4 separate regions of the Mus musculus genome follow, and all the other regions are linked to region 1. A link is a contact called in public Hi-C, HiChIP or PLAC-seq and promoter capture Hi-C data. All regions are on one chromosome and are shown on one strand. The core of a region is the stretch at or near the end of the contact, and the rest is flanking DNA. Distances in the headings are between cores, read along the strand shown.

Region 1 (6,813 bases), core at 1,313-3,812:
GCATGGGGGACCACCAGGGCATCTGGTAGGCTCCAGGCTACTCCAGTCTTGACTTGGTGGCATTTGGATTTTGTAGGGGATGGACGCTCATAGGAAGTGGGACGGGGATCTGTCCCTTGTTTTCCTGCTGTCATTTTCTCCTTCAAGGCCTTTACCTTGGACTCCAGCACAGAAGGACCTTGGAGCTGCAGCCCCCATGTCCTGGGAGGCTTGGGGGGCATCAGGTTAGATGCTCGGTCTTCCTGGGGGCAGGGTGAAGGTCTCGGGAGAGGTCCACTGTCTGGCTGCTCAGCGCCATCTCTGGCCATGGCTGGAGTCACTTGCGTGGGGCTTGTTGTGCTCCCTGGCCTGGATGCTCTGCAGGAAAAAAGAGAAGCTCAGACCCTGACCCTGGACGCCCCAGTAACCTGCTTGATCTCCACAGTGCCCTGATATGGACCCCTTTTCAAGTGGCATACCTCAAGAAGAGCTGGTGTCCTCTATATAACGTGGACACACATTGAAAAGGACAAGTCACAGGACAGAACAAACAGGTTACCAGCAAGCTTATTTTCTCCTGGCATGCTCTTTAGAGGGCAGGGAGGAGACTGGGGAGGGTGGTTACTGGAGCATGGGCAGTAAACCCCGAGGAAGGAAATAATGCCAGTTTTTCTATTCCCATTTTTAGGGTGAGCAAAACAAGGCCTCAAACAATCCAATGCAAAATGTGAACCATGGTGAAAAGCAGTGTAATTCCCCAACCCTGGGCTAAAGGAGGCCCCAGAGGAGAATGGCAGTGTTGGCTAATGGTCAGTACTCTTCCTTGTGGATGACGGACCTGTCCCTGTAATAGAATGTGTCGCTGCCTGCCAGCTTCATGCCAACCCTAGTGAAAAAGTGTTAGACTAGAGTCAAGCTGTACTCGAAAGAAGTAATAGTGACAGTCACAAACGATAAGCTATCTGCTCTATGTCAAGCAAAGGCTTTTCAAACATGTCAACACTCTCTAAAATAATATATTTATATTATGTCTGTGATAGAATGTTATTTTATATAAATAAAGATATTTATTTATTATATAATATATAAATAAAAATATTATTTTTAACAGATGGAGAACTGAGGCATAGAGAAATTACATCACGTAGATGCCCTGGGGGAGACAAGCTTGTAACCAGAACCTTTCCATTCCAAGCCAGGACTCTCCGAGAACAGTGAGCCTTTAACCGCACCCCTTGTTCTCAGGTAAGACCTGAGTCCGCAGAGGTCCCAAGACTCACTAGAATTATACGGCCCCTTGGTGGCCTGGCTGATTCCAATAGCTTTACAGAGAATGACGTGACAACTGTTTTACTCCCTGTATAAGCTACTGTGTCTTAGTGACTACTCAGAACACTCAGAAGTCACCCTAGTCTACCTGTGTCCCATAGGAAGTAAACTCTCAGCGTGTAAGAATTTGGGCATAGAGTATATATTAGAGGTTAATTATTCCCTTCTCACAATAGGGATCCACCATAAGATGTTCTTAAAGGTAAGTCTCTTAAAGTAATTCATTATAATTATTAAATTAACATGTTTTTCAGAATATACATATTTTATGAAGCAAGATACATATATAACACAGAATTTCACAGCAGTAAATCTGTGAAGTTTAGGGATAGTAGAAGTCATTTTCTCTACTAGATCATCTGGAGCAGCGGTTCTTGGCATCACGGGGTCGCATATCAGATATACTGCATATCAGATATTCACATTATGATTCGTAACAGTAGCAAGATTACGGTCATTAAGTAGCAACGAAAATAATTTTATGGTTGGAGATCACCACATGATAAACTTAAACTGTACTAAAGGGTCGCAGCATTAAGACTGAGAATCACTGATCGAAAATGTACTAGGTTTCTCTTTGTGGCTCAGCTACCTCTTCTCTGAGATCCAATCCAGAAGCCCAGGTTGTAATGTGAGCTTTTAGAAAAATTGATGGGTCAACCCTGGAGCTTCGCTCTAGACTTGTCCGCAGACCTTAAGGAATGAGACAGTCGGGACTGAAGGCCTCCGGACGACCTTCCTGGAAGATGTCGTAACTCCTAGCACCGATGCTCTAACTCAGAAAAAAACCTGGAATGAAAATGGACAGGAAGGGCGAGCCTCCACGACCCTTCCAGCTCTGCGGCGGCCGGAGGTCGGGTGTCCCCGGGTGTGCCCCGCCACCCCGCCCGGGTCCTCTCGGTACTCACTGAGAGCGGCGCGCGGGCTTGGCCGCCGCCTCCATCCCCTCCATCCCTCGGAGAGGCGAGGCCCTGCCCCACTCTCCCCGTCCGGGGCCGCTGCAGAGTCCCGGGCCGGACTCGCCCTGAATTCGGGCGGGCGGACGGGAGTGTGGCCCGCAGGCCTCGTCCCCGGAGCGTGTCCCGCCCCGGGTCCCACGAGGCGAGGCCGGGCTGGCAGGAGTGCGCGGCGCCCCTGGCCCCGCTGGGCGCCTGGAGCCGTAGCGACCGCTACTTCATAGCTTTGCTTGAAGGTGAAAGGCCCAGCCAGCGGCCTCGCGGGCCGGCCTGGGAAGAGAGGGCGAGGAAGGCGAGAGGAGGGGCGGCGGAAGGGGCTGGAGGAGCCGCGACCTCGGCCTGTCCCCACCCCCCAGCCTCCCGCGGCCTCCCAGGGTCGTGGCCACTCGACCCGGGCGCACGCCGGGAGCCCAGAGCCTCCTCGGCTCCGCTCCACTCCTGGAGCCAGGGCCGCCTAGACGGCCGGAGGATGCGCCCTGAATTTGGGGCTCACTGGCTGCCACGGGGCCGTTGTCCCGGGCGCCGATCAGCTCCCTCCCCGGGGACACGGGCGCGAAAGCGGAGGGGCGCCCGGGTGACTCGGGGGCGCAGCCGGAGCGCAAAAGGCGACAAGCTTCAGCCGACTCCACCGGCTCCGCTGGAGCGAGAAGCTGAGGACCGGACTTTGTGTGGAGAACGTTTCGGGATGGGTCGGTGGGCTTCTCCGCAGGGCCGCCCCATCACCCTTGGGCGCCCTCTTAGGTCAAGATCATTCAAGGTTCGTTGAGGCCTTGGGGTAAGCTGGCGTTGACTGCTCATCCGGAGCCACCAAGAGCTGGGCCTGCATTGCCAGCTGCTTGGGGAAGGGACCGCTTCTGGGGCAGTGGAGGATTCCCGAACAGACCTGGGTACAGGCCTCCGTGAAGGAGCCACCAAATGGCTGGCAATTGTGCCCAAATCCATGGAGCTTCCTCTTTCTAACCAGGAGGTGACTAAGTCTCTCCAATGTCCAAACCCATTTTGACTATTCCCCTACCCCCAAAGGAACAGTAAGAAGAACCAGGACATTTCAGACGTCTCTGAAAAGAGAAAGTGGTCTCTCTTCTTTCTTTGGCCAACAAGTTTCACTTACTTAATCTTTTGTGCTGCTAGATGGCCGGTGTAGCTACTGGAAAGGATGCACAAAGCTAAGGTCCTAGCAGAGCACAGGAGAGAGAGGGCAGTTCTACCCCTTGTGCGGGTGTAATCCTGTAGTCCCAGTTGTTCAGAGATTAAAGCAGGAGGATCCTGCTGCAAGTTCGAGGCCAGCCTAGGCAATTTAGTGAGACATGTTCTCAAAAGGAAAAGGGGAGAAATGGGCTGAGGATGTAGGGATGGGTGTAGAGAATTTGCCTATTGTGCAAGAGGCCCTGGGTTCAAACCGAGTCCCATGGAAACAGAAAGGATGTCTATCTCCCTTTAAGGGAGCTGGATGGGGGAGGGAACACCGAGGCAGGCAATCTGGTCTGAGCCGCACCCTGGGAAACTGACAGTAGATTGGCCCAGGACCGGTTTAGGAACCAAGGGGTTTATCCTGGGCAAACCCTGTGTAAGTGAGCAGGTTCAAGGCTCACGGCTCTGTGGAGCAGGGTCTGAAGCGTCTTCCTGCCATGTTCGCAGAGTAAGTTCCTCCACAAGGCACTTTCTGCTCTGGTTTAGTGCTGATCGATCACCATACACTGACAACTCAGTCCCTAGAGTGGCTGCCTCTTGCTGCAACCTCAAGATTCAGAACTATTGTCCCTTTGTACAAATGAGGTGACCAATCGGAACAAAGCTGGTAAATGGCAGGTCTTCAAGAACCCCCGACGGACACGATATTGAGTGTGGTGGTTGGCGTCTGCAGCAGAACATGAAATATTTCGTTTTTGAAAATTCAGATCGAGGGGTTAGAAAGATGCCTCAGTAAGAGCACCTGCTGCTGCTCTTGCAGGGGACTGGAGTTGGGTTCCCAGCACTCATGTGTGTGTGTGTGTGTGTGTGTGTGTGTGTGTGTGTGTGTGTGTATGTGTGTTTGTGTGTGTATGTGTGTGTGTTTGTATGTGTGTTTGTGTGTGTATGTGTGTTTGTGTGTGTATATGTGTGTATGTGTGTGTATGTGTGTGTGTGTGTGTGTGTGTGTGTGTGTGTGTGTGTGTGTGTGTGTGTGTTGGAGTTGGCTGGGCTTCTTACTCCAGCTTCAGGGAGTCTGATGCCCCCTTCTGACTTCCAGGGGTACCTTCACACACATGGCATACACACAAATAAAAATAAAAATCTTAAAAAACAAAAAACCTTCAAGTCAGGTGGTGATTCATGCCTTTTAATTTAAGCACTTGGAAGGCTGAGGCAGGTGGATCTTTTAAGATGTTAGTCTGGGCAGCCTGGTCTACATGATGAGCCAGGCCAGCCAGTATTACACAGTGAGACCCTGTCAAAAAGAAATGATCCAAACTCCTCAAATCAGGTTGGGATGTAGCTCAGTTGGCAGCGTGTTTTCGTAGCAAGCATGAAGCACTGGGTTTGGGTTTGATCCCTAGCACCGAATAGCTGGGTGTGGTAGTGTGTTCACACTTGGTCACAGTACCTAAGAGGTAGCCAGCTGGTGGTTGTTCACACCTTTAATCCTGGCATTTGGGAGGCAGAGGCAGGCAGATTTCTGTGAGTTCAGGGACAGCCAAGGCTATAAAGGGAAACACTGTCTCAAACACACAAAACAAAACAAAAATAGGAAGGACACAAGTTCAGCTCATCCTCAGAAAGAGGAAAAGTCATGACCAACCTTGCAAATGGGAGACCTGTCTCCAAAACCCAGATGATAAAACCTCTCATCGGGGCAGGAGAGATGGCTCAGCGGTTAGGAGCACTGGCTGCTCTTTGTAATACCCCAAATGTGCTGTCAGGTGGTCCTAGCTGTCTCACCTCATTTCTGATGTCCAAGGTGAATCCTGAACACAAGCTAGTCTCCTTCCTGTCTTCCACAGGCAGGGGTATAGTTGCTGCACCCTATAGGAACCTACAAAACTAAGGCACTTCATAGGCTCTCTTAAATCTTGACAAAAGGGAATAGTGTGCCTCCACCTTGGTGGTGTGGAAATCTGGGGTACAAGAGACTTTGGCTTCCTCCCGGCCACGCAGCTGGCGTAGCTAGAGTGTGAACCCAGTCCCATCTCTATCGGTAGATAAGATCTCTATCTATCTGGCTCCCCGGTGGTCTGCTTTGCTTCTTCTAATAACTCAGACTTCCACGGGTAATTCTCCAGGGCTCCTGGCCCCTTGCTCCTGAGGAAGTTAATGACCTGCAAGGTAGATTTCTGAACGTTTCAGTGAAGGTGAACCCTGCCTTTCCCCTCCCCCACCCCTTCAGGCCACTAAGATGCAAACAGTCACCTTTGGTTTACTCATTAGGTTTGTTTGGGCTGGAAGAGGAGTAGCTTCGGATCCCAAGGATCCAAAGAGCAAATTCTTAAAATGCTATGTTAAATGATCTCTGTCACATGGGCATGGCAGCGCGTGTTTACAATCCCAGTACTCAGGAACCACAGCAAAGGGATTGCTGCAAGTTTGAGATGAGCCTGGGCTGTATGAATCAATTACCAAGGCCTGTTAGGGCTACACAGCAAGACCTGTCTAAAAAAAAAAAACCAACAACAACAACCAACAAAGCTTTCTCATGCTAGCCCCGTTTCCGAGGGGACCTCTCCGTTCATCTAAATTCAGCTTATTTCCACAGATATTTGTTGAACTCCTCCGCTGTCTCAGGACTAGAGAACAAAATGAAGCACCGCCGACTATGAGCCTGAGGAATTTCCAGCAATAGTGAAGCAGGAGGAGACAGGATATGCACTTCTGTTGGAGCTTCGGGTCAGTCTAGCACTTGTCAGGTGTAAATTGCTTGCAGGAAGAACTGAATGAAGGGAAGGTGTTGTGTGGGAAAGGGTGTCACTGGCAAACCGGGGCTCCGAATGAGCAGAGGGCAGCCAGAGGGAAATGCATCTGAGAAAGAATAGTGTATACACAGCATAGACAGGTGTGAGCGTGTCTGGTAAAATGAACATAGCCCCGAGGGCATTTGAGCAGATAGAGGAGCCACTCTCTGAGGGGCCTTTGGATGAGGTAGACCCCTCCCTCCCAGGTTCTCCACTGTGCTCTGAACCTCAGGGCTGAGGATCTGACAGAGGAATGAGAAAGATTGCCCTAGCTGGAAGACGGTGGCCCATACCTTTAATGTCCAGCTCTCAGGAGGCAGAGACAGGCGGATCTCAGTGAGTTCAAGACCAGCCTGGTCTACTAAGTGAGTTCCAGGACAGCCAGGGCTATACAGAGAAACCCTGTCTTTTTTTTTTTTTTTTTTTTTTTTTTTTTTTTTTTTTTTTTTTTTTTTTTGGTTTTTCGAGACAGGGTTTCTCTGCATAGCCCTGGCTGTCCTGGAACTCACTCTGTAGACCAGGCTGGCCTCGAACTCAGAAATCCACCTGCCTCTGCCTCCCGAGTGCTGGGATTAAAGGTGTGCACCACCACCGCCCCAAGAGAAACCCTGTCTTAAAAAACT
Region 2 (6,813 bases), core at 1,596-4,095, 220 kb before region 1:
AGCTTGGTCTACAAAGCAAGTTTCAGGACAGCCAGGACTGTTATAAAGAGAAACCTTGTCTTGGAAAATATCAAAATGAAGAGGAGGAGGAGGAGGGAGGGAGGAGGTGGGAGGAGGAGGAAGAAGAAGAGGAAGGAGAAGGAGAAGGAGAAGGAGAAGGAGAAGGAGAAGGAGAAGGAGAAGGAGAAGGAGAAGGAGAAGGAGAAGGAGAAGGAGAAGGAGAAGGAGAAGGAGAAGGAGAAGGAGAAGGAGAAGGAGAAGGAGAAGGAGAAGGAGAAGGAGAAGGAGAAGGAGAAGGAGAAGGAGAAGAAGAAGAAGAAGAAAGAAAGAAAGAAAGAAAGAAAGAAAGAAAGAAAGAAAGAAAACAGTACCAGAAGAAGATATATGTTTCTTTTTCATATTAGCTATTGATTAATGTTGAAATAATAATTTTTTGGGCAACTTGTGTCAAGTAGAATACAGCACTAACAGTAACTAGTTTATGTGGTTTGAGAATCTTGTTACTAAGTGGCTGTTACATTTCTCTTGGCAGTGCTCCTCAGATGATCAGCATCAGAGAATAGATTTGGGTTCTATAAGCTTATATGTTATTCATTTGGCACTTGAATACCAACTAAATGGGGCCCAGTGTATGTTTCCATGCGGGGCTAAGAGTTCAGACTATGCCTGAATGTTTGCCTTCACTGTTCATCTGGTAGACTTGACATTCATTGTGGCCACTAGAGGGCAGTGGCGTATATAAAATGTGTTTTCATCCATTGTGGGCCTCTGGTCCCATGCAGAGATTCTCCTGAGCTGTCACCATCTAATTATTAAAGTCCAATCTTTTCCTTTCCCACTTATGTGCCATATGCCTGGGGAGAGAAAGACCACGGGGACAGAGTGCAGCCAGAGCTGGCCTGTAAACTGTGAGGCTCAGAGGCAGGTCATGCTGTGAAAGAAAGTGGATGTTCAAAAGCAAAAGTACAAAGCCCCAGGCTGTGGAATCAGGTTTGCCGTCCTGGCTCTGCTACTAACAAGATGCAGGGCCTGAAGCAAATCCCTTGGCCTCTGTTTCCTCCCCACCTCCACCCCCGCCCCCTCCTAGACTGAGGAGGAGGAACAAGGTGAACTTTAACAGTGACAGACATCAGTATTCTGCAGTTTCAAGAGCAAACCCCTAAGGCCCTGTTATAATAGGTTTGATGGTCTTCTAAATGAGTTCTAATTACAGGACTTCCAGGCACCGTAGTATTTACTGTAAGTTGATGATCCAAAGGCCCCTCCAAACACTTAGCAGCAATAGATAAAATCGAAAAAGTTTAAAGTTTAGAATCCAAAGCTGAGATGGTTCCGTTAGTAAAGTCTAAATGAGTACTTGTTAGGAACTGAGTCCAGTTAGGAAGTCTGCCTTGCAAGCAGGGCATCTGGGTTTGGATCTCCACCACTCACCTAAAAAAACGATGGGCACGGCCTTAGGGGTCTAATCTCAGCGCTGGGCTCGGGAGGAGAGAGGCAGCGCCCTAAAGCTCACTGCTAGTTGTCCCAGCTGAATCAGTGAGCTCTAGGTTCAGTGAAAGAGCCTGTCTCAAAAGAAGGTAGAAAGCCATGTAGCAAGACACGTGACATCATCTGTTCTACCCACAAATACATACACACATACACACTATACACACTCTCACACATACACATACTTATGCACACACATATACACACTCACACACATATACACATTCACAAACACACACATACACATGCATACACACTGGCGCATACATTTACACATACACACACACACACACTGTGGGAAGGATAATATGCCAAGTAGTGATAGATGTTATGAAAAAAATATAGGGCTGGAGACATGGGTCAGCGATTAAGAGCACTGACTGACTTCCAGAGGTCCTCAGTTCAATTCTCAGCAACCACATGGCAGCTTACAACCATTTGTAATGAGATCTGATGCCCTCTTCTGGTGTGTCTGAAAACAGCAATAGTATACTCACATACATAAAATAAATAAGTCTTTTTTAAAAAAAGAAAAAATATTCAGGATCCTTAGAGATATAAAGGAATAGCTAATAATTATTGATTTTTTAAAAAGATGTAAGTTATGAAACCGTGCACAGCCTAAATAAAACAAAAAGTTATTTAAAAGGAAAAGTACAAAGGAAAGGTCATTACAAGTGTGAACTGCTTCTGTGTATTTCCTCCCTGCCAGACAGCTGTGGGCACCTGGACTGGACCCTCGTTCCTGTTCCCTGAATGAAACGAAATGAGAATGTGTGCATTAAAATACATAAATCGAGTAGCATTATGTAAACCCCAGCGAATTGTGGGGAACAAAGAACACTAATGAGTGGCAGTGATGAAGAAATCACCCAGAGCAAAGAAAAGCAGTTCAATATCAAAGCACAGACTTGCTAAGCCAGGGAGGCGCCGCCCACGGAGGCGGAGCCAGAAGTACTGAGGATGCATCTGTATGACTTGATCATCCATCTGAGGTGACAGGCAGTGTGGTGGGCGTGCACAACTGCAAGACCTGCAGGCAGGTCTCCAGAGATCAGCCAAGAAGAGCAGCCACCCACTCCTCCCACTTCCTCCCTCTCAGGTAGCCTGTGCGGCCAATGAGACTCGTGTACACACACACACACACACACACACACACACACACACACACACACACACACACACACACACTACAAGTATAGAGGAAAGACATCCGTACTCTCTCCCTGATTCCATGGACCCCTTTGGAAGATTATTAACTCTAAGTGAGGTCATGAGGAGACTGGAGTCTGGAAGGATTAACCTTCCGAAGAGAAACCAGAGTTTCCTCTGTCTTTTGAAGATACGAGCAGAAAGCTGCTGTCTGCAAGCCAGGAAATGAGCAAGCCCTCATTAGAACCAGACCGTGCTGGTACCCTGAACACAACCTCCAACCTGGGGAGAGAAAATCTGGAGTAGGTGGCTAAAGTCACTCAGCTTTCCCGTATGCTAGCTTAACAGTCCGAGCTACACACTCGAACCATAGCCTGAATCTGTTCTAGAGATAAGAACAGGTGTGTGTGTGGAATTGTCCCAACCCTAGAGAACAGGGACAAGGGTCCAGTCCAGGTGTCCACAGCTGTCTGACAAGGAGGAAGTAGACAATTTTGTAACTAAGAAGCTGTTCACATCGGTAATGACCTTTCCCCCTGCTAAGCCCTTCCCTGAAGCCTGGACTGGCCTTGCCACATTTTCAGGACATCAGGAACACCTGCTCCATTGTTAATAGCACCATTTACGGGAACATGGACTTGGACTTGAGATTGCCAAGCTTGGCTGTACCCTGCAATCTTCCAGGGTGCTTTCAAATACGCTCTCCCCCTCAGACTCTGTTCAATTGGTCTTGGTTGTTGCCTGGGCACGAGGGTTATTTATAACTCCCTAGGTGGTGCTCCTTTTAATCACAGTTGGGAAATACTGGCCTAGAAGTTGGTAAGACAAAGAAAACCTTTTTCACTGCCCAATGGGCTTGGGATCTTGGACAGGGACTCAAAGGCCCAATAGACAACCAGGGACATACCTTGGTGAACCTCAGAAGCCGCTACTGGGACAGCTGTGGGACTACTTCCTCTTTCCCTGGAGGAAAAACATAGCTCTCTCTACAATCAGGAAACAGGAAGCACGGGGTGCCTGTCAGCAGAACCAGCAATCCCCCTGCATGGAAACTTGGGCTTCCCCTGCCACTGACAACTGGAAAGACCAGCAGCTGGTCTTCCCGGCTCACCTGCATGTGGGAATGACCTAGAGAAAGCCTGCTCTTAGACCCTACTCCCTCGGACTTAGAAAGCCCTCCCCCCACGGCTGGTCCCTCCTGCCCCTCCTTCTCAGCCCCCTAACGCCTAACTCTTCCTGCCCACCCACACCTAGCCGCATCTTTACTGGATGCCCCCACGTTTCGGCCAGAGTTCCTGCAGTTCCCCACAAGCCACCTTTGCCCCTCGGCCTTCCTGATCCCCGGCAGGCAGTTCGGTGTCCCAGCTACGGAGGCTTGCTCCGCTCCGGCTGCTATGAATGCTAACACCTGAGTCTGCGCCCCCTCGCCACAGGAAGATAGAATTGTCTCCCTGTGCCGCCATGTGTTGGCTGAATCATCTTCCTGTGTTCGTGACTCCCAGTGGCTCGTTATGTAAAGCCCAGCCTCCTCAGCAGAAGCTTCGGGGCTCCTGTAGCCTTATCTCACCCCTTCTCCCAATTGCTGTGGCCCCAGAGCTGGGCTTTCTGCCCCTCAGGAGGTATGAACTCACAAGCTTGCTCCCCTATAGCAATTAGCTTCATACTTAAGAAGTGACCCCAACCTATTTCTTACCGTTGCCTCTGTGTCCCTTCCTGTGCTTCTTTTCACGTCCTCCAGTAGCACCGCCACCCACACATCTAAGCCCTCAGAGCTCCTGGAGAGTGTGGGGAAGCGGCCTTGTGTCTTTGCTCTTCCCTCTCCATTCCATCCTGGGATCCTAATAAGAAGCAGAAACCCCAGAGCGACTTTATTGGTTGTCACTGTGCAGGTACATAGCAGGTGCCAACCCTGCTTCCTGGGCAACCCAAGTGCCTAAGGCTCTGGGTGATGGAGTAGGCAGACAGCTGTGACCCCAGGGGTAAATGACAATTACCAGGGATGCAGAGACAGCAGGAAGAAACCTGACTTGTGCTGGACACCAGCCTCAGTTGCAGCTTCCAACACACTTGCTCTCCCATCATGGGTCGAGAGCCCTGTCTTTGGTTGAGCTGGCCCAACGGCCAGCATGGGCTGACACTGCAGGCCCCTGCCACATTGCCTTGCCTTCTTTTCTGTGGCAGTGAGAAGACAGCCTGGAAAAACCAACTTGGGAGAGTTTATTTGAGCTCACAGTTCAAGGTGCAGTCCGACAAGGCAGGGACGTGAGGGCAGCTAGAGCTTGAAGCAGCTGGGCACATTAAAATCAGGATGGCAAGGGAATAACAACTATTTGTACACAGCTGATTCTCCTTCTCATACAGTCCAGGATCCCAGGCCAACCCCAGATGTGACACACAGTGGGTGATGGGACACCCAGTGGGTGGATCTACCCACCTCAATTAACTCGTTGGAAAAAATGCCCCACAGGCATGTCCAGGGGCCAGACTCCCTGCTGATTCTTATCTCAGTTTTGAGAATTGAAATTATCCATCCTTCACAGAGACTGTGCTGATATCACACAGCGGCCGAATCCAACTCCATTGAGAAAGTGGCTTTCAGGAGACCTGAGGCCACACTCCTGGCACACAGGTAAGTCTCTTCTACCCTATTTCTATCCCTGCTTTACGGCAGAGCAGAGCACAACGTGATCGTCTCGATCCACCAGAAAAGGCTATATAGCTTAAAGTGCCGGGAAGCCCTCTGGGTTTCACACCTTCCATTACAGAAGACTGTCCAGTGCTCCCAGTCAATGCCAGCCTCCACCCACTCCTGCCTAAAAGCCCTAGATCCCTAGCACAGGGTGTGGGGAGTCCTGCTCAGGGCCCTAAGGGACAGCATAACACACATTGAGGAGATGGCTACAATGTTGCAGTTGCAGAGGGGACTGTGGTGTGGCTAAGAGGCCATGTGGTTGCTGCTGCTGCTCATGGAAGTTATGCAGTGGTTAATGCAGTTACAGAATCCACTCCGTCGTGATTGTGTGATCAAACGTGTATGTGTGTCAAGGGGTTGGTGGTCCTCGGGACTGGCATGGTTACAGAGGGAGGGAGGAGGTGGCGGCCACTCTGACTCCTTCCTTTATCAAAGCCCTGACACCTGACACCAACTCATCACAAAGTGGCGCCAGGCTGTGCCTGGGCAAGCAAGACAAGGGAAGGGCAGAAAAAAGAGATTGTTTTCTGACAAGTCTGTGGGGGAGGGGCTCACACAGGCTCCCAACCCACCGCGCCTCCTCTCTGTGGCACACCGCATGGGCCACTTAACTGGAGCTGAAACCAAGCAAGAGTGAGTTTTTTAAACCCTGAAGGTGTCCAGGGAACTGCTTGAAGCCCAGGGAACACTTTCCTGAGCAGAAAATCAGTAACTGCACCCACTAAAACCAGACCCTGCCCCAGCCACAGCCCGGAGGGGCACAAAGCAAACCTTCAAAGCGAGGCCCCGCTATCCCTCCCTGGCTGGGGACCGGTGGGGGACATAACAACATCTTGTCTCCATGAAGAGAAGTCTAACACAACATAGGAAGACTACCTCTGGGAGCCTATGGGAAATGAATGGGAGAGGTGTGACATTTCATCGTGTGCTCTTTTGTATATTTTGACTGTTAGACTGTGCTTTAATATGCTTAATGTCTGCCATGTTCCTGGAGGCTGAGATGGGAGGGTTAAAAGTTCAAATCCAGCCTGAGCTACCAAGTACTAGTTTAAAGCCAGTGTGGGCTATATAACAAGATCCTGTCTCAATAAAACCAGCCGTGACGACCTCCCTAAAAGACCACGCCTCTCGAAAAGGTTCTTCATCCCTCTCCAGAAGAGAAGAGGAAACACAAGAAAAAGTGACCAGTGCAGAGCCCCCAGTTCCTACTTTATGGATGTGAAATGCCCGGGATGCTATAAAGTCACTGCCATCTTTAGCCATGAGTAAACGGTAGTCATGTGTGCTCGCTGCTCCACTGTTCTCGTCAGCCTACAGGTGGGGAAGTGAGGCTGACAGGATGGATGCCCAGCCCACTCTGTCTCATGCAGTGTCAGCCTCCAGCATGCTGGATTACAGACTTGCACTACCATTTCCGGCTCCAGGGCTAGACTTCCCCAGCTGCCTCAGGATCCGCCTCCCCTGCAATGCATCCCCCTCCT
Region 3 (6,813 bases), core at 2,114-4,613, 170 kb after region 1:
CGTGTTGATGTTCTATTTTCCACACTGAGATTTGTACTTGGGTTATTAGAAACAACAATAGTCTCTGCTCATTTGTGTTTAGTCCCAGTAAAACTATAAAGCATCACCTAGATGTCCTGTATATTCCATGTTTCTCTAGTCTTTTGTGCTTATTCTGCCTATGAATGTACATTTTTCTAGTTTAAGTCCAATAATTTTCAGGATATTAATATGCTACTATCATTAATAATTTCAGCAATCCAATAATAAAAAGAATTAAAAGTTAAGCCAAACACTTAGGAAATAGGCCTTAAAAGGCTATTTTTTTATTAAAAAAAAAAAAAAAAAAGAAGAAAGCAGGAAGAGCAAAAACATTCTCTTCAGGGCCTCACAGCTAACATACACAAAAACCTGCACTTACAATGCAGCCAAGCATCCATACTATTACATATAATTAAATGGTGCATAGAATTATAGATATAAACAAAATAATCAGTTCCTATCTGAAGCTCCTCCTGATTCAAGTAATATTTAATAAACGGACGTAAACAAAGAAGCTGACCAGTGCATGCTGGCTCAGGGCACTAGAAGGCAACCTAGGCTTGAACTAAGGGTAATACATCAAAATTTCATCACCAAGGCTTGAAAAATCCAAGTCTGTTCTGATAACTGTTTTAGAGAGCATCATTTTCAACTATGTAAAAATACATATTACAAAAAATTAAGTGAAGGTCTTTTCCCCTAGCAAAAGCTAACTTTTAAATATAGATACCTTTTATCCCTGTTTTTTTTTGGGGGGGGTGGAGGAAGGAAACAGGGTCTCTTCCCTGATGTTTTAAAGTAGCTAACATTCTAACATTTCCAGATCTTAAAAATTCTTACTCATACCTTTATGCTATTTTTAAAGGAATAGCACCAAGTCTTTGAAATAATACACAACACAAAGACTGCAATCCCATGCAAATGTCTTTAATGCTTCCAACTTACAAAGAAAAAAGGCCCCTTATTTTTCATCTTGCCTATGGAACGATGAAATTACTGAGGTAGGAGCTACATAGTAGGGGAATCTCTGTAGAATCAAATTTCAATTATCTACAATAAATGAATTTTTCAAAAAGTCATTTATAATTGGTCTGAGAAAGATAATGCAGTCACTCAGAAGCACAGGAATTCTGTCCCACTGTGACCAATCTAGAGTAACCATTTAGAAATAATAGTAACCAAATAGACTGTGTACATTGAGGAGTCTCGAGTCACCGTGGATACTCCAGCCACAAAGCTGACATTACAAATCAAGGGTTAATCGAATTTTTAAACTATATCAGGCTTCCCCTTCTAGTCCAAGATAGTCCACATTAATTCTATAAAATAGTCAAAGTTAAAATACTTAGATATATATCACAGGGATATATCCAAGTCCGGTTCCTCTGACCAAAAGCAAGCACCCCATACTGTACAGTAATAAGCTCTCCAGCATGCTACAGCACTAACCTCTGGGAAGAGCTGGCAGCGGTGCTCAAAGTGGTAGGAGGAAGATGAAAACCCAGTGCCCTTCTTTCAGTGGAACCCACCATCTGGATTCTAGCCAAGGCTTTAAAACTGACTGAATGTTATTACAAACAATAAATCAACAACTCCACAGCCTGAACTGTTAGGACCTTTTCTTCCAGAATGCGGCAGAGGAAGGTTACAAGGAAACTGACAAGAGAGTATTAGTAATGAGCCATTCGTTTCTGCCATTAAATACAATATATTACAAACAAACTTATTTTACAATCTTCAAGATTCTATTTAACCTAACTATCCCTTTCCCTGGTCTTCAATTATTACACAGGCTATATGAATAAATGACTGACTGCTGTTGCCTAAACATCCTATCACTAAATTCATATAAAAGTTAAAAAGGAAATCCAAAATATTTTAATCCATAAAACCTAGCTAGTATGTGTGTGCATGTTCCTATTGATTTTATACTCTTTGTTCCTGCTCATACCATAGATGTGAATTCCTGGAGGTTACAGACCCGCTGTCTTTTCTCTCTCCAGGAGCTGAACTACTAGCTTCTGAGAATAACCTATTGCAAGCTTCAAATAAATAAATAAATAAATAAATAAATAAATAAATAAATAAATAAATAAATAAATAAATGCCTTTCAGGTATCCTACCTTTTAAGTATATGAGTGGTTTGCACTGTCTTTACTTTTCCCAATATTGATGCAAGGTTCCTTAAAACATGTATTTAAAAACCCTCCAAAAGCCTTGCAAGAGGAAGAAACTGAAAGGAGGAACATGTCTCGTGCAATACACAAGTAAGGTACTGTATTCACAATACAGTGATTTTTCTCCCTACCAAAAACTTAGCAGAAAACCTGAAATTTTAAATAATTCTCTTCCCTCCTTTCTCTTCCCTCCATTCCAAAACCAGAGAAGAGTGAAAAGCCAAAGATGTGATTATTCTGTATAGTTCGTGCAGTCAGTACAAAGACAGAGACAACCGTCTCCTTATCAAAACAGAACTATTGGCTCAATGCTTTTGAAAACTATAACCACTGCATTAGGCGATACACATTTCACCAAGTTTCAATCCTGTTACAAAGCCTTTGTCAACAGTGAGCAAGTGGAGGTAAGCCGACGGGGCTGGGTGGACTGAAGGCAATCGCTGGAGGGGTTTATCTTGCAAGAGCTCGATTCTCTGGCGAGAGGTGAGCAGCGAGAAGCACCTAACCTTGGCAGAGGGGGTGATCTCTGGCGGTGGGGACCGGAGGTCAGGGTGAGTGGGGAGGGGGTGGCGCCGAACCGCCGCGACCCCGGGCCGCCGTCGCACCTGCGGCTTGGCCTCCCACCACCATTCCCCAGCCCCAGCCCGGCAGTGCCCTTCCTCTCGCCGCCGCCTGCATATCCGTTACCCCGGCGGCAGAGGGCTGCGGGGGAGGGGAAGGACGGCCTGGCCGCCGGGGGCCAGCAGCGCCGGGGATGCCGCAGTGGCTCCCCGCGGCGGTGGGTCAAAGTCCGCCCGGGCCGGGGAGCTCAAGGCAGCGGCGGAGGTCGCAGCTAGGGAGATGACAGCCCCTCCGAGCCCGCCCCAACCACAGCAGCCCCAGGTACCTCATACTGGATGTACTGCTTCCTCCACTCGGGAGTGATGTGCGCGGAGAGGTGCTCGGCGAACTTCATCCTGCCGCGTCCCCCTCACTCCCACCCGGCTCTGGCAGCTACAGGCGGCGGCGGCGGCAACAGCGACTCCGACTCCTCCCCACATGGGCCCCGGCGCTGCGCGAAGCTGCGCTTCTCTCCTCCTCCGCCGCCGCCGAGGTCTCCTCAGAGCCGCCCTCCCGCCATCTTCCTCCTCCTCTCCATAGCCCCGCCCCGCCCCGCCCTCTAGACGTCATCGCCATGGTAACCGCCTACGCCGCTCCGACGGAGGGGGCGGGGTGGGGCGTGGCCTCAGGGGCTTTCCTTCTTGCTCCGCCCCTTTGGGCCGGACGTGGGAAGGCACCTCCCCTGACCTCTTCCGCCTGCCTCCAGTCTGCCTACAGCTGCTTTCTACACTCTGCCTGGGAAAAACAACAATGTTGCTACTGCAATTAATATTGGTACTGGAGCAACAATAATCCACACAAGACGCTGATATTTGCAGAGAACTGTGCAAATATTATTTCCATTTTAATATTGATTCTTCATAAAACCCTTAAAGATAAATCAGCAGTGGTCCAAATTGAGTAGTTGAAACAGTTAAGAGCCAATTGTATTTAAGGGAACTGTATTTGCATGCTGTAGATGCTCAATAAATGCTTGCTTTCAATTTAAAATGTCAGTGCCAGAAAGTTTGTGCTGCTTCTGTATCTCAATGTAATTGTCTAATTAGTCCTAGTGCTACCAGAAAGGCCAAAACATCTAGATACAAACCAGGATTGACACTTTGTGATACAGCTGACTGGGAGTGGGGGGCAAACTTGAGAGGGAAAACAATGCTGAGAAGAAAGAGAATCCTCTCCTCACCCAGTCCCTGTGTGACAGTCCTGTATCCAGGCTGACCTCTGGAAAGATACCACAGAGGCAGCAAAGTACCATATTCCATGTGAGAGTGACTGCCCTGAAGGACTTATCTGAGGGAAAAGCCCAGGTCTCACCTTGGATGGTGGAGCCCTGGATAACATAGTAGCTGACTCTCTTTTTAAGTGTGTCTATTCTTGTCCCTGTACCAAGCACTGTTCTAAACTCCTTACATGTAACTTTATCCTCTTTAACTCTTACAACTTTGATGAGACTCAAAGGTTTGCTAAGGAAGTATTGTACCTGTGACAATATAGATCCCTGTTGACTTCCCAACACACACACACACACACACACACACACACATACTTCAAAACGCCATATGTTTTTCCTCCTTCCCTTCCTCTAAATTCCCCTTTCTAATAAGGTTTTATGAATGTTTCTTCAAGAGAAAGAGAGGGTATGAGGCTTGCTCAGAAAAAGCACATCTTTCTGGCAAATGTTTGAACAGAAGCCTCAGCCTCTGGTGAAAGAATCGTCAGGGGGCTGGAGAGATGGCTCCGAAGAGCGACCTAAGTTTCATTCCCAGAATCCATGTCAAGCAGCAAGCAGCTCATAACCACCTCTAACTCCAACTCTGGGGATGTTTGTGGCACCCAAGGACACCTACCTGCACTCACATACAAGTACCCACACACAGACTCACACATATATTCTTAGTTAAAAATCATAAGTGGGGCCTGGAAAGATGTCTCAGTGGTTAAGAGCACTGACTGCTCTTCCGAAGGTCCTGAGTTCAAATCCCGGCATCCACATGGTGGCTCACAACCATCTGTAATGAGATCTGACACCCTCTTCTGGTGTATCTGAAGACAGCTGTAGTGTACTTACATATAACAATAAATAAAATCTTTGGGCTGGAGTGAGAGGGGCCTCAGAGCTAGCAGAGGTCCTGAGTTCAATTCCCAGCAACCACACAATGGCTCACAACCATCTGTACAGCTACAGTGTACTCATATACATAAGATAAATAAATAAATCTTTTTAAAAAATAAGAAGTGTGCATCTCTTTTAAAAAGATAGAAAGGATAAGCAAAGCCAAAGAGAAGAAAAGAAGGTGAAGGTCTCCTTCACACTGGTAATCCTCTGCCCATCAAAAAAATGTCCCCTCTTCTAAAACAGTACAGTGCCAGGAGAGAAACACAGGCGAAAGGGAACATTAGACATTGGGAACACTGTTGCCACAGCACAGCCCTCCCATGCCTTAATTGTATGTAAGATTCAGGAACTGTGGTCCGATTGAAGGAAAGATGAAATCCTTAGTACTAGTTCTAAAACCAATAATTCCTAGTTTTTCTCCAGCCTGACTCAAAGCCCAGCTGCCTAGCCAGACACAAAATCTTTATTTATCCACACGTGTGGATAAGGAAAAAAAAATGGGACAGGGTCTTATTATGTAGTCCTGGCTGGCCTAGAATTCTCTATTGTAGACCAGGCTGGCCTCTAGCTCAACAGACATCCTCCCATACCTCTGCCTCCTGTGTGCTAGAATTAAGAACACACACCATCGTGTCCAGCAGAAATTTCTTTATTCTTAACATTATTACAAATATTTCAACAAACACTTCAATGGCATTTGCTGAACACCTACTCTCAGTAGAGAATAAAGCCAAGTGATTTAAGAATTATCTTAATAGTTTTGCTCTAAACTAAACAGGCCCCTTGCTTAAGACTTCCCCTGTGAAGCCAGGTGTGGTGGCACACGCCTTTAATCCCAGTACTAGGGAGGCAGAGGCAGGCGGATTTCTGAGTTTTAAGCCAGCCTGGTCTACAAAGTGAGTTCCAGGACAGCCAGGGCTATACAGAGAAACCCTGTCTCGAAAAACCAATTAAAAAAAAAAAAAAAAAAAAAAAAAGACTTCCCCTGTGAATATAATCTTTACTTACCCTAACTCTGCTGGGTGAACATTATAATATTCCAGTCATGACTTTCAGGAATGAAGGACAGTTCAAAATGACATAAAACTGTCTTGTCTTTGAAGGAAATCACAGTCTAGTCAAAGTCACGAACAGACTGATGGCCTACGATGTGATCTCCGCTGTAAGGAAACAAGCATCTCTGGCTGAGGAGAAAGTAAAAGATGGCATGTCGCAGAGATGCTTCTGAAGTCCAGTCTCAGGCAATGATCTGACAGGCGGAAAGAGCACACCTCTGAGACCTCAAGGGCACATAGCAAGATGCCAGGGCTGCTAAGAGTGTCACAACATTCTCTGACCCAAATAGCCTCCAAAAGGTTGAAACTGTCTGTGAGGTCCCCTCCAATCCCTGATCGGATCATTCTCTGTTCACTGCCTTGCCTTTAAGAGCCGATCAGACTCTGAGTGAGCTCTTAGAGGACAAATTGTTCACTTTGCTTGTCTTCTAGAATTGAGCACAGTGCCTGGCACTTGGACATTCAGTAATCATTGAAAAAGGAAAGTAGGGAAGGAAAGAAGAAAGAGAAGGGAGACAGGAAGGGAAGAGAGATGGAACTGGGAAAGTAAGACAGGCTAAACAACCTGAAGGATTGAAAAAATGATCACAATACCAACATGGAGTCTCTGAAGATTTTGTTTTTGTTTTTGTTTTTTTTGGGGGGGGGGTTGTTTGTTTGTTTGTTTGTTTTTTGAGACAGGGTTTCTCTGTGTAGCCCTGGTTGTCCTGGAACTCACTCTGTAGACCAGGCTGGCCTTGTACTCAGAAATTTGCCTGCCTCTGCCTTCCAAGGGCTGGGATTAAAGGCGTGCGCCACCATGCCCAGATGAAGAATTTTTAGTGCCTAACTTGGGCCTGGGCAAGC
Region 4 (6,813 bases), core at 3,196-5,695, 170 kb before region 1:
CAAGTCTTGAGACTTTTTGCTTCCTCTTTTTCTCCACAGTTCTGTACCAACATGTGATACAGAAACTAAGACTCTCGGGAATGGATTCCCAAACCACGCAGTGGTGGGAGGTTGGAGTGTGAGGGGCAGAGCTAAATTACATCACCTTCAGCAAGAAGTCAAGGCAACTCTAAAAATCTTCCCTTTCCCTGTGGTCACACACACAATACCAGGGAGCCTGGGAGTGGAACAAAAGATACCAGGCTCTGCCCCTTGACACACAGGTGCTTGCCACCAAAACAAGCCAGCTAACACCAACCCAACTTCCTCCTTGCTCATCTTCTCTTCTGCAGAACCTCCTTATGGGCCTATCTGGCCACTTCATGACAGATAGATACAAGCTGCTTCTCATGGCAACGGTCAGGATGAAGCTGGAGCTCTGAGTCCTATTAACCTTGACCCTGCGTGACATCTTCAGACCCATACCTAAATAAGTTAGGGAATCTAAGCATCCAAATGGCCTCCCTCCCTCCCCCCACTCCCCAGTATAGGCTGGATCCCTCGCTGGGTACCAGCCCAGCCTGTTGTTCATTTAGAACAGCCTCTAACCTTCCCAGGGGAGCAGTCAGTCATGCAAGGTCCCCACTTGGAGAACAATCAATTTAGACTTCAGTAATTTGGGAGACCTGGGGAGAATTTCCTAAATGAGATCCCTGCTCCCTACACATACTCTCAGTTGCCTAGCAACTAGAGGAAGCGATCTGGAAGTCTGGAACTTACACCACAACCCCCTGTGCAGTGATGAGCCCCGGTGTGGTCCACCTGTGGGGGGGGGAGGCACTGCAGCTGATAATTATCAAGGGTGACAACCATAATCCCAGACCTGCTATTATTGTGTTTACAGAGGTGCAATTGCTACAGAAGCTCACGCCACTGGCCGTTCCCAGGCCCTCTCCCTTCCCGCCCAGTGCTGACTAAGGGAGTAAAATAGCCTCAGGCCGTTCCCAGGAGAGGAGGCTACAGTTTCCTAGGGCCCTGAGGTGTTCTGGTACCGGTTTGACCACTTAATCTGCTTCCCAGGGTTGTGAGTGGCCCCCAACAAGGAAGAGCAGAAAGAATGTCTGTGAGGCTCAGGGTGAACACCCTTGAATTGGGTGGGAGAGGGGTGGCAGGTGGCCAGGACCAGAGATGATGCTAGGGATGTAGAAGAGCTGGGTCTGTTAAAGGGAAACTGGGCTCTGTCTTTTCTCTTCCTGAAGGCAGTTGTCCACCCTCGACCTTCCTTTCTGAATAGTCTGCCTAAGGTCAACTACGGAAGAAGGGGAGACAATGTAGAATTCAAGCAACCTCCCTTCTGGTCTCCAGAAAAATAAAAAAAGGAAGAAGAAGGGGAAATTCAAATCTCCCATGTCGTGAAGCCAGCGAAGTGGGAGGATCGAAGTCTATAAAGCCAGCCACTTGCTTTTCTTTCTTGGGAACTCCTTTGTTTACGAGTTGCCAACCTAAGCTTCAGAGGTTTAAAAAAAAAATCTTGCAGACTCTCGGCAAATTGTGTCAGAGAATACACCATCCTTCCCAACAGCCTTCCAGCGCTGCCTTCTGTCTCCATCCTTCATGCTTTGGGTCTGAATCCTGAATGTAGCAACAATACCCTCGTGTGTCCCTCTTTGGCTTCTCTCAATGAAGCAAAGAGAAGATTACCACGGAGCTCGCCTGAAAGTACACAACCATGAGGACCAACTATTGCAAAGGCCTGGACTCACAGGCTGCTAAAGCCTAGCAGGAAACATGGTCTAGCTGAGTGTGCCCATTGTACCGTGGGGAAACTGAGGCCTCAATGGTGAAAGCAGCCGACTCTTGATAATAAGGTTGGAGGGAGGCGAAAAAAGAAAGCAGAATACAGATTTCCTGACTTCTAAGTCAATTGGCCTTTCTAACTTAACAGACTGCCCCTCAAAACTGCTTGTACTTTGGGTTCAACACACACACACACACACACACACACACACACACATACACACACACCTAGCATTGTCAAGTCCCAAACAGTTTAGCTTTCCAAGGATTTTTCTACAAGGGTCTCATCTTATCCTCAAAGCACTGTTTTCAGATGAGTGAAGCTGATACGTCCAGTCCAGTTGTGTAGTTTGAGAAACAGGCCACCAAGACTTGCCTCAAGCCACAACAAACGTGTCCAGACTGTTCATCTTTCATGACTTGTTTCGGCTTCCTCCCTCCCCTCCCCCGCCCCTCCTCCGCTCTCTCCTCCCCTGCCTTCGTGAGATAGAATCACACTTTAGCTTAGGCTGCTCTGAACCCTGGGATTCTTCTGCCTCAGTCTCTCAAATACGGAGACTCTAGGCCTACAGCACCACGCCCAGGTTCTCCTGAGTGCTCATCCAGCCCCCCTTTCTACCGTACTCTGTGCTCCACACTGGGGAGCACCCAGAAAACCAAATGACACCCTTCCAGAGAAGAGGCTAGTCCACCAACTAACCTCATTCCTCACACAAGCCGCTAGCTACTAAAGGAGAAGCCATTTCCCCTTAGGTTCATTCTCCTCTTTCTCTTTTACCATCCCTCCCCATTTCACAACACTGTGAAAAGAAGAGCAGTTCTACCTCTGAGCCTTTGTCCCGAATCCTGTCCCGTCCCGTCCCCCCCACCGCATGCCTCCCCCCAAAAGCAGCATCAGGAGCAGTATAAGCAGAAATCGCCTGCTCAGCATTCCTGTTGTCTGTGACTGACAGAGGCCTCCAGTAACTTTTGCAAGCTGCTCAGGGTAGGTGGGTGGGGGTATTGGCCAGGAACCGAGCTCAGTAGAGCATCTACTGGAACCTGCCTGGCCTCTCTGTTATGGACAGTGTTTCCACTCTTAAGTGTTTTGCCTCTAACAGACATGGTACCGAAGCAGTGCTTGAAGCCTTTGAGTCCCTTTGAGGGTGGCTGTGCTGTTTGCTGAGTGTGTCAGATTCCCTAGGTCGGAGCTGAGCCTGTGGATTTGCATTTCAAGTACCCTGCTAATGCAGATGCGATTGGCTCAGGTGCCACACTCTGAGAACCACCATGGGGTAAAGGACACAGTTCATCCTCACTGAGGGTCGCAGGATGAAATATGGAGAGGGGGAAAGAACTGGAAAGGGGGAGAAGGAATGGGATGGAGTTGGACTAAGTGAGCCCAGCACCTGTGATGACTTGCAAGCGGAATACTCATGTGTGACTACCAGTGTGCTCATCTGGAAATGACTGGAACTACAGAGGACATCCCTGGCGACTAGGCTTTTGGCTCTCATGGCCCATCTCCTCCCTGATGTCATCCTCCTTCTCCCCCATTTCTCCCCTCCCCCTTCAGAGACTCCCCTGGAGAGAAAGTCCACATCTAGTTGGCTCACTGCACTAGAGCTAGTGCCTCCATAGCCAGCAGTTGCCTAGGGACTGAGGAAGTGAGGCCCCTGGGGCCATCAGCGTAAGCCATGAGCAGAACAAAGGGTCTCGGAGGCACCTGACCACAAGGCCCCTAAAGGCAGGAGTGTGACTAGTGACTCACTGGCCACGTGGGAGAAGGCCTGAGGTCTCCTGCCTCTAGCTTCCACCAAAAAAGAAGGCAGAAGGCAGAGTAAGGGAGGAGGAAGAGCGGATATACGCTCAGCCGGGCTGTCCATTCATGTTGACCTCTCTTTTCTTTCTGCAGAGGGCCCAGCCCAGTTAGGTATTCCCAGGAGGACAGGAACCAATCCCTTTGAAGTGGAAGAAGGCATCTCTGGGAGGAGAGGCCCACCTCTATGGAGAAGACAGGAGAGCCATGCCCCTTGGCCCCAATCTCCCCTTTTTTGTGATCGCCTTGGAGTGATACAGGCTGCTGAGGAAAGAGGGAATGCCCTGGGATCCCCGCTCAATGTTGAACCATGGTGGGTAGGATACAGAAGCCTTAGGACTTCAAGATGCAATAACTAATAGCCAGGAAAGCTCACCCACCTTCCTGAGTATTTCCCAACGAGCTTCCCAGGAACCTATGGGCAGAAAGCACAGCTGCGGGCTGAAGAGGTATATATTCACTTAACCGAGAGAGGGCTGGGCAAAGCCTCTGCTGCCCAAGTCCTTGTTCCAGCCCCTATAATAAGCCCAGATATTGGACTTTGATTTTCTGTGGCTTTGGGGTATAAAGTTTGGGAAGGGAGCTTAAAGAACACTGGAATTACTCTCAGAGGGGGGAGGGGAGCGGGATTCTGTGAGGTTGGTGGGAAAGAGGAGAGGGCAGAAAGAGACCAGGACCATGAGAACTGATCACCACTGCAGCCTGCTGGAGAGGGTACCTCCTGCCAGTGTGGCGAAGGAGCAAACGTCTCAGCCCGTCACCCTTGTCCTCTGTGAGCAACACGTTTGGCCTCCTCCCTGCCTCCACATCCTCCACACCCTTGTTTCTTCCCGCCTCCCACCTGCGGGGCATGTTGCAAGACTCTATTGACCAATGTTTACAGAATGCTCCAAAGAATGCTCCAGTTGCCAAATCCTGAGTCATCTGGCCTAGTCACCCTTCGCTCCTGGTCTGGTTTTCCCACCAGAGAGAAGCCCATGTTCAACAACATTGCTCACCAGGTCTCTCCAGCCAGGAGGCCAGGCCATTTTACAAAACCACTGAGGAAGAGAAGAAAGACACCTTTAGTGAGTGGCCTGCAGCCGATGCAGCAGGAGCTGAACATAACCAAACCCCACAGAGCAGTGCGCAGGAAACAAGCACTTCCCAGCTGAGAAAAGAGAAGCAGAGAAGTCAGAGTTTGACCCAAAGTTAGAAAGAGTGAGAGAGCCGGTGGAAACTGGTTATTTTAAGCCGTTTCCCCCAAGTTTCTTCCCAGAGCATGGAACAAAAGCTCCCAGGCAAGGAACACCTTTGAGGGTGTGATACCAAGAAAGCATGCTTCTTACATTTACTTGATAGAGGGTGTGTGTGTGTGTGTGTGTGTGTGTGTGTGTATGTGTGTGTGTGTGTGTGTGAGAGAGAGAGAGAGAGAGAGAGAGAGAGAGAGAGAGAGAGAGAGAGAGAGAGAGAAACAGGTGTGTGTACCTACAGAGGCCAGGTTTGTCAAACAAATACCTAGCACTGAAGTTACATCATCTGTGGGGTACCATGGATGCTGGGATGTAAACTTTGGTCTCCATAACTGCCCATCGAGAGCTGTTAACTGCTGAACCATCTCTCTAACCCCATTTGAGAAAAAAAAATGAGTCGTATATCAAAATGATACAAAAGGGGGATTAGCATGTATCCGTGTCTTGTGCTCTAGCCCCAGGTCAGGCTCATGAGGTCTCACTCCTTTGTGTTTCACGGTTCATGCCCAGAGCTAGGTGTCCTCCATGGAACAGGGCACAGCAGCACAGACTGGAAAAGAACCCAGCAGAGAAGACCAAACGTGTTGCGTAAGGCTGAGCACTGGACATACATCCCACTAAACCATTCGGTATGCGGAGGACCTCACATGAGGTCAGTAGGGCACTCCAGGGGAAATAAAAAGTGAATCATAGCCCGTGACTTCTATGTATTCACTCAACAGATATTTGTTTCAGGCTGTGATAAATACCAGGTTTAAGAGGAAATGAGAAAAACAAGTTCTTGGTCACAGGGAGCTTACACTCTACTGGGACAAGGGGACATGGACAATTAGCAGCTAAACAAATCACCAGTTCCACATCAGGCTCTCAGCTAGACACTGAGGAGGCCCAGAAGAAAGTGGTTCCCTGCTGGAGAGACTAAGGACGAAGATGCACCACAATGCAATCAAAGAAAGAAGCAGCTGTGACCAGGGCCTGCACACACTCCTCCGGAGGACTCAGAAGGAACACCTTCCTCCAGACTGGGCAGTAGAGGGTATCAGGAAAGGACCTCTGAGAAACATGAGCTCTTTGAAAAAGCCTTACGCCACTGGGGAGACAGAGGCAGGCAGATCTCTGAGTTCCAGGCCAGCCTGGTCTACAGAGAGTGTTCCAAGACATCTAGGGCTACACAGAGAAATTCTCTCTCCAGCACTTGGGAGGCAGAGGCAGGCAGATCTCTGAGTTTTAGGCCAGCCTTGTCTACAGAGCAAGTTCCAGAACAGCCAGGGCTACACAGAGAACCCCTGAAGAAAGAAAGAAAGAAAGAAAGAAAGAAAGAAAGAAAGAAAGAAAGAAAGAAAGAAAGAAAGAAAGAAAGAAAGAAAGAAAGAAAGAAAGAAAGAAAGAAAGAAAGAAAGAAGGGAGAGAGGGAGGGAGGGAGGGAGGGAGGGAGGGAGGGAGGGAGGGAGGGAGGGAGGGAGGGAGGTCTCATGGGATGAGCCAGGCATCTCTCAAGTGGAGGCACAGATGAGAGTGTTCCAGGGAGAGAGAACAGCACAGGGGTTAGGGACCCAGGTGAGAGCTGAGCATTCTCAGGAAAATGACAACTCCAGCATTTCCGATTGACTACAGGCATTCCCTACAAATGCTGGATGGGTTTTTTAAAAATGCAGGGGAAGCTAGACATGGTGGTAGGTACCTGTCATCTCAGCACATGAAAAGTAGAGGCAGGAAGATTAGGAGCTTAAGGTCATCTGCCCCTACATAGTAAATTGGAGGCGGATCTGGGCCACATGAGACACTGTTTCAAAGAAACAAAACCAAGGGGAAAGCAGGTGGGGACCAGACACAAAGGCTTGAACGCCTGCTCCTAGAGAGCTTGGATGCAGCTTTGAATTTCAAGCTGAGACCCATTTAAGTTTAACTCCAACTAGCTCTTAAATATCTCAGCCAAGGATGAGCAGTCAAACTGTCCAAGACAAAGGCTGGCAATAGTCAGAGGTGCAGCGAGGCTCACAAAGAAGG

The links. Hi-C and Micro-C count contacts between places; a contact is called where the count stands out from the background. HiChIP or PLAC-seq counts read pairs in DNA pulled down with a chosen protein or histone mark. Capture Hi-C pulls out chosen DNA fragments and counts their contacts.
Region 2: a contact with region 1 is called in a Hi-C map of bone marrow-derived macrophages, with 48 read pairs. The contact joins the enhancer-like site here to the promoter of BC034090 in region 1. A contact is called at or near these places in 7 of 39 promoter capture datasets (the C10 cell line, the HPC-7 cell line, embryonic stem cells and 3 more), 1 of 15 datasets of contacts at CTCF or cohesin (the NIH/3T3 cell line), 9 of 484 Hi-C or Micro-C datasets (DN3 thymocytes, the G1E-ER4 cell line, Th1 cells and 5 more), 27 of 115 datasets of contacts at active chromatin or transcription factors (the 230-238 cell line, the HPC-7 cell line, the NIH/3T3 cell line and 17 more) and 3 of 9 other capture datasets (adipose tissue, liver and pancreatic islet).
Region 3: a promoter capture Hi-C map of adipose tissue shows a contact between it and region 1. The contact joins the promoter of Xpr1 here to the promoter of BC034090 in region 1. A contact is called at or near these places in 2 of 39 promoter capture datasets (the C10 cell line and hippocampal neurons), 4 of 484 Hi-C or Micro-C datasets (embryonic stem cells, large pre-B cells and rod photoreceptor), 1 of 115 datasets of contacts at active chromatin or transcription factors (pro-B cells) and 2 of 9 other capture datasets (adipose tissue and liver).
Region 4: a contact with region 1 is called in an H3K27ac HiChIP or PLAC-seq map of trophoblast stem cells, with 12 read pairs. The contact joins the enhancer-like site here to the promoter of BC034090 in region 1. A contact is called at or near these places in 2 of 484 Hi-C or Micro-C datasets (both in embryonic stem cells), 15 of 115 datasets of contacts at active chromatin or transcription factors (craniofacial prominence, embryonic basal ganglia, embryonic forebrain and 7 more) and 3 of 9 other capture datasets (adipose tissue, embryonic stem cells and pancreatic islet).

What each region holds. Positions count from the first base shown.
Region 1 is chr1:155,241,970-155,248,782 of GRCm38.p6, forward strand. It overlaps BC034090 (cDNA sequence BC034090), which reads right to left and starts at 2,563. Exons shown (of 10, transcript NM_001370865.1): 1 at 2,217-2,563; 2 at 1-357. The coding sequence starts at 2,260. It overlaps Gm31102 (a long non-coding RNA gene), which reads left to right and starts at 1,160. Exons shown (of 4, transcript XR_878641.3): 1 at 1,160-1,510.
Region 2 is chr1:155,025,271-155,032,083 of GRCm38.p6, forward strand. Gm41980 (a long non-coding RNA gene) reads right to left here. Exons shown (of 6, transcript XR_001779499.2): 3 at 4,334-4,478; 4 at 3,548-3,603; 5 at 1,432-1,562. Among named protein-coding and RNA genes, the nearest start is that of Gm41977, 7.5 kb to the left of the region's middle. Within about 2 kb of position 2,846, at least 140 of the 459 cell types and tissues checked have an H3K27ac peak or open chromatin away from gene starts, as enhancers often do. A contact at or near this core is called in the 230-238 cell line, DN3 thymocytes, the G1E-ER4 cell line and 11 more, where this site is marked.
Region 3 is chr1:155,414,081-155,420,893 of GRCm38.p6, forward strand. Xpr1 (xenotropic and polytropic retrovirus receptor 1) reads right to left here and starts at 3,364. Exons shown (of 15, transcript NM_011273.2): 1 at 3,086-3,364. The coding sequence starts at 3,154.
Region 4 is chr1:155,070,631-155,077,443 of GRCm38.p6, forward strand. All of the region lies in intron 3 of Gm9530 (predicted gene 9530), which reads right to left. Among named protein-coding and RNA genes, the nearest start is that of Gm9530, 9.2 kb to the right of the region's middle. Within about 2 kb of position 4,446, at least 139 of the 459 cell types and tissues checked have an H3K27ac peak or open chromatin away from gene starts, as enhancers often do. A contact at or near this core is called in adipose tissue and trophoblast stem cells, where this site is marked.